2 separate regions of the Anas platyrhynchos genome follow, and region 2 is linked to region 1. The links are chromatin contacts, called in public Hi-C maps. All regions are on one chromosome and are shown on one strand. The core of a region is the stretch at or near the end of the contact, and the rest is flanking DNA. Distances in the headings are between cores, read along the strand shown. Region 1 holds the start of SMAD7 (SMAD family member 7). Region 2 overlaps CTIF (cap binding complex dependent translation initiation factor).

What was found. A called contact is a pair of places that touch in the nucleus more often than the background predicts.
Region 2: a contact with region 1 is called in a Hi-C map of small yellow follicle, with 2.6 times the contacts expected there. The contact joins the enhancer-like site here to the promoter of SMAD7 in region 1. A contact is called at or near these places in 3 of 8 Hi-C or Micro-C datasets (liver, small yellow follicle and subcutaneous adipose tissue).

What each region holds. Positions count from the first base shown.
Region 1 is chrZ:2,349,548-2,352,490 of IASCAAS_PekinDuck_T2T, reverse strand. SMAD7 (SMAD family member 7) reads right to left here and starts at 1,553. Exons shown (of 4, transcript XM_038169927.2): 1 at 1,200-1,553; 2 at 1-1,015. The coding sequence starts at 240.
Region 2 is chrZ:2,399,182-2,402,124 of IASCAAS_PekinDuck_T2T, reverse strand. The region is part of intron 9 of CTIF (cap binding complex dependent translation initiation factor); the gene reads left to right. Among named protein-coding and RNA genes, the nearest start is that of SMAD7, 50 kb to the right of the region's middle. Within about 2 kb of position 1,459, at least 1 of the 8 cell types and tissues checked has an H3K27ac peak or open chromatin away from gene starts, as enhancers often do.

The sequences.
Region 1 (2,943 bases), core at 304-2,803:
CCCCTCCAGCTGCCGCTCCTTCAGCCGCTTCAGCACGGCGTGGGTCAGAGCCTTCAATTCCGCCTCCGCAGCCCCCCGGCCGCCCCTGCCCGCCTTGCCGGGGCAGCACCCTCGCCCCCCGCCGCCGGCATGCGCCCGACCCTCGGCCGCCCCGCCGGGCTCGCCCGCCTCCTCCTCGCCGCCGGGGGCACGGCTCCGCCAGAGCCGCCGGACGAGCAGCGAGCGTTTGGTCCTGAACATGCGGGACGAGAGGAGGGGCCCCCGGCTACAAAACGGGCATGTCGGCCGCCGCGCATGAAGGGGCCGGCAGCCGGGTCGCGGCGGGGGGAAAGCGGCGGCGGCGGCGGCGGCGGCGGGGCCGAGGAGGGCTGTGGCATGCGCCAGGCTCCGCGCTGGCTTCCTCCGCCGCCCGCCGCGAAGGGTGCGAGGAAAAGGGGGCAGAAAGCGGAGGAAGAGCGAGGGAGCCGGGGGAGGGGGGAGCCGCCTCTCTGCCTCGCTTCGCCCCCCGGAGAAAAAAAGCGAAGAGGGCGAAAATGCCGCCTTAGAGCGCGGCGCCGCGGCGCATCGCGCGGGGGGAGGCGGGCTGGGCTGGCCGGCGCCGAGCAGCCCTGCGCGGCTGCGGAGCGAGCCTGGAGCCGCGGGGGATCCTCGGCCTCCCCGGGGCCGCGGCTCCCATCAAGCCGCCAGCTTGGGAAAGGTTGGGGGGCGGCGGGGATGCAGAACGAAGGAATTAGGAAGAAAACAGCGAGCCCAGACGGTGGAGATCAAAAAAAATAAAAATAAAAAAAAAAGGAAAAAAAATAAAAAATAAAAATAAAAAAACAACCACCGACCCTAAGATTCGGCCGTCGGAATCGATTTAAGCATCTGTCACAAAAGAGAAGAATAAGCGCATCCAGAGTGTTGTATCCCTTTTGAAAGCCCAGGTCGTCCTGATGCGGGGTTTTGGGGTCTTCCTCCTCCTTCTTCCCGAAGGTTTTAATCCACACGCACACGCAGAGTCTTGATCCGGCTGCTACGAAAAGAAAGAAAGAAGAAAAAAAAAAAAAAAAAGTGGGGCTGTGTCCCTCCTTCCCCAGCAGCGTGCTGCCGGCGGCGAGAGCCGGGCGGCGCTGCCCGCCCCCCGCTCCCCTCCGCTCCCCTCCGCGGGCACCGGGGGGGCCGCCGCCACCCGCCGCCTCCCCCGGCGCCGTGCTTACATGGGGACCCTCTCCGTGCTGCCGCCGCGTCTGGCTCTCTTTTTTTATTATTATTATTATTATTATCCTTTTTTATTTTTTTTTTTCCTCCTCTCTCCTCCTTCCTTCCTTCCCCTCCTCCTTCTCCTCCTCCTCCTCCTCCTGCTTTTTTTTTTTTTTTTTTTTCCTCCTCCTCCTTTTTTTCCTCTTCCCTCCGCTGGCTGCAAAGAGGCGCCCTCCCCGCACCAGCGCCTCCGTCTTCCTTTGCTGCGGGGGAGCCCCGGCGGCGCGGAGCCGGGCGCGGCGGAGCGGAGCGGAGCGGAGGAGCCGGGAGCGGCGGTGCCTGCGCCCTCGGCCGCGCCCGCCCCCCCGGTTCCCCCCCCCTCCGGCGCCTTCGCAGTGCGCAGCGGCACGGCCCCGGCCCGGCACGGCCCGGCCCCGGCCCCATCACGTGGGCGTCTAGACACCGTGTCGCTCCGGGAGAGGAAAAAAAAAAAAAATTATATATTTATATATATATATATATATATATTTATCTCCGACCGCCTTGCGCAAGCGGCGGCTCGGGTTGCCGAAAGGTTGTGGCTGTGTCGCGCCCCCCCCCTGCCGCCGCTGTGACTCTAGGATGATGCTGCCCCCCTCCCCTCCTCGCATCGGGAATTTGGGGGTCCCTGTGGGGTCGCGCTGCAGCAGCCCCCCACCCTCCGACGCCTCTCGGCACACAGCCTGGGGGAGCCCCCGCAGGATGGGTGTGCCCCAGACGCTGTAAACGTTGGAGCGTGAAAAGCAAGCCATAAAAAAAAAAAAAATATATATATATATATATATATATTTATATATTTACATCTCTGATCCTGGGCATCGGAAGGGGGCACAGCACGAAAAGCAATAATGCTCGTAATGCTTTGCACTTTTACAGCACCTGCCACCAGAGGAAGGGAAAGTATTTCGTAGTGGGTATGTTCCAATTCCCACAAAATGAGGGGCAGGAATTCGTAGCACGGAGCACGCTGATGATTCCTGCCACGGGGATGGCTTGCAGGAGGCGTTTCTGGCAGCCAGGGGTGCTCCACAGAGCCCCCATCCTGATTCTGCCTGCAGGAACCTGCCCAGGATGGGGAAACTGAGACACCAAGAGGCTGCGAGGCTCGCACCACCCTGCCCTGGTGGCGGGGAGCCGGGGAGCCCAGCTGGGCCTCGCAGTGCCCCGCACCACGAGCCCCCAGCCCCAGCGAAAAGGGAGCAAGGAGCTCCCTTTTCGGGTAATAAACCCTGGTGGATGAGTTGCTTCAGGTCACGCAGTAAGTCAGTCGCTGCGCTGGAAGTAGGAGCCGAGACTCTTAAATCACGGCTGCTGCAAGCAAATCCAATTCTAAAACAATTGTGCCCAACCAAACAAGACAACAGACATCAAGCACCGGGGACGCAGAAGGAGCTCCGTGTGCCGTGCAGGCAGGGTATTCCCAGGGCTGCCGCTGCTGGAGGCCTGCCTTTGGTGCAGGCAGGAGCACGGGGATAATTGTAGAGCCGGGTCCTGCCCCCAAAGGCCAGTGAGACTCCAAGGGGGCCTGCAGTCGCTCGTGGCATTTGCAGAATCTGGATCTAAACCAGTTAGAAAGGGTCTGGATTTTGGGGGGCAGCCTTACTAAATAGTAACAAAATTATAGCTACCCAGGCCTAAAATCTGCTCGCTTTTATGATAAATAATAAGAAAATATTGTGGAGGGGAAGGACCTCATTTGCTGGCCTCTAAAACACAAGTTGG
Region 2 (2,943 bases), core at 210-2,709, 50 kb before region 1:
TTGGTGGCACCTTGTGCATCTTCAGGGGGCTTGAAACCTTCACTGCATGAGCAGAAGGCCATATGGGGACAAAGACCATTTCCAGTGGGACAGCTCAAAGCTGGATGGCAAAGAGTTGGGTGAGAAGGGTCTCATGAGACAGGCTTCTGCACCCCCCCATCAGCTCCACAGGGGAAAGGTTCCCCAAACACATCTCACCTTTGGTCAACCTCAGCATCAAATGGCTCAGCAGAGCAGATGCTGCTTGTGACAGTGGCCTCCAAAAGGTCTTCTGTTTCCAAGTTCTCACTTGGTTTTTCACCAGATTCTGGACTCCCCTGACGTGCCTAGCTCAGGGCATGCCCTGCATGGCATTTGGTGCCCCATAAATTGGCACTGGCACAGTTTGTTGGGGGGTGCAGGGTCAGCCCGGCTGACACCGGTGGCCAGGATGAGGGAACTGATACTTGTGATGGAAGCAGATTGTAGAAATCCTGCAACTGGCCTTGCTGGGAGGGTGTTCTCTAATTACTCATCCCCCACACCCTCATTTGTGCTCTGCATTTTCTGCATTGATGTCCTTCTGCAGAGAGCCCGGGAAGCGCAGCCCCTAATTTGCGGAGGCTTTTGCTGCCAGGAGGATCCATCCAGCAGGACGTGGGGCTTCCAGGAGGGGGCTGCCAGACCTGGACCCCTACCCCAGCGGTGCCGTGAGCCCCCCAGCAGCTGCTTTGGGCGGCTCTAATTAGCTCTGTGCCTTGCAGGAGGAATGGTGCTGTGGCCGTGGGGGGCTCTGTATGTGTTTGGCTGCTCCCCCTGCCCTTCCTGGTGGGCAGAGCTGCAGAGCACGATCCAGCCCGCGTGGTTTGGCGATAAGCAGGGACTGCAGGGCAGGTTCTCCATCCTGCTCGTGGCGTGGGAGTGCTGTGTAAGCGCTTCAGCCTCCCTGCAGCTCCAGCTGGCTCTGGAGAAAGCGGGTGATGAGCCCGTGGTTTATGTGGCTGGGGAGCGTGGCTGGCTCCTGGTGCTCTGCACCAGCTGCATGCGAGCCCCTTGCCATTCAGAGGGAGATGACCAGTTCTCTGTGGCGAAGCCCAGCTGAAATTTTGGGGCCTCTTTGCCCCCTCAAGCACCGCTGCATACCCATCCCATGAGACATCCCTTTGCAAGGACTCCCTTCCCTCAGCAGAGGAAGGAATTGGGGGATGAACGCCCTGCACCCCGTGCCCTCCCCATCCCCCTGGTACCCCCTGCACTCCCAGGAACAGCCCCTCGGGTTTATTTTCACCAAGACATTTAGCACCCATCGCCCAGCGGGACGCAGAAATTCGGGAGCAGGAGCCCTCCCTCCACAGAGACGCCTGCAAAGCTGTTCGTCCGGCACCAGCAACAAAAGTGAGAAGCCTTTCGCAACCGAGGCTGGGTATTATATGACCGGCCGGGCAGATTCTGGCATGCAGCCTCCGCTGTTAGGAAATCGAGCAGACTCTTTGTCTGCTTTCCAGCAGGAACTGCTTCTTTCGCTCGCCCGATATGGGGAACCGGCTGGAGAGCAAAGGGAAGCTTTCTCGCAGCCAGCCCGAGCCTCGAGGGGATGATTACAGACTGAGCAGCACTCACCTGCTCCTTCCCCAGCTCCCTCGCCCGTGCTGGGCAGCCAGGGCTGAAGATTTGTTAGCTCAGAGGTTGGACTAGGTGATCGTGGAGGTCCCTTCCAGCCTAGGTGATTGTGTGATGCCGTGGAAGATGTGGGAACCTGCTGGAGAGAGACCTGGTGGGGCACGGACACATCCCCGCAGCAGGGAGGAGCAGCTATAGATACTTAAATAAATAATAATTCCGGTGTGGGAGCGCTAAGTTAATAGGTATAGCCTGTTTGCATCAAGGTATTTTGAGTAAATATAAATCAGATTACGATTGTAGGGTTTGGAGCATGCAAAAGCCACGGCTGCAGGGCCGTGGTGTCCCTGGTGGCCGAGGAGTGCCCGTCCTGGCACAGCCCTGCTGCTGTGACCTGGCTGTCCCAGGGACATCCCGGCAGAACAGGGAGTGACATCTCCTTTTGTCCATGGGTAAATAAGGCAAGTTTCCCCTTTAGCCAAATCTCTGTGCCTCAAACAGTCTTTGACTCACCCACACGACCACTTTTTGAAGCAGGCAAGAGCATCCCAGCCCCGTGGCTGGGAAGCCGGGGTAAGGAAAGCCCAAAGTGAAGCTGCATCTTCCCCTGGCCACATCCCACCAGGGTCACCCGAGGAGAACGCCGCAGAGGAAGGACAGGAATCAGGACACAATGGGACCTTCCTAATTGCCTCAGCAGTTAGAAAATCATCCCCCAATTTACAGACTGAGTCTGTCTGCGTGAAGCCAAGGGAGGAGAGCATCAGTTTCTGCAGCCCTCTCCCTGTTAGCTTGCTCTACCTCCACGGTTCTGGCTGTAATTTTCATGCTATTTGCTTCACTAACAACTACCAAACAGGAGAGATGAGTGTGTGTTAACTTGCAGCCCCGCTCCATTCCGTGCTCACAAGCCAGTCTCCATTAAATACCCCAGGAACATGTTTTTGGGCTACCGCCTGTTTATATTTCTCCCTGGTGGAAATATATATATTTTTTGTTGGGTTTAAAGTAATCTCATGTTTTGTTTTGTGTTTTTTTTTTTTACAAAGAATCTGTGAACTATTTGTAAGAACTTATCTCAGAGCGTGCGGCTGGGGCTTAGCTAACGTTTCCCAAACAACTCAGCGGGACGATAAACTAGGGGGAACTGCTGCCTGTATTTGGCTAATGTGAGACAAAACCGACGGGCCCCCATGCTCGGGCAGGTGCTGTAACCATCGGCTTCAAAGCAAACAAACCTCTGCCTGCGGGAAGCAGAAGAGAGCGAAGACAAAACTTTGAGACCTGTGTGAATTCCCCGAATTACCTCTTTTTCTCCTAGCTTTTTCCAGCGGTTGTGGGCCT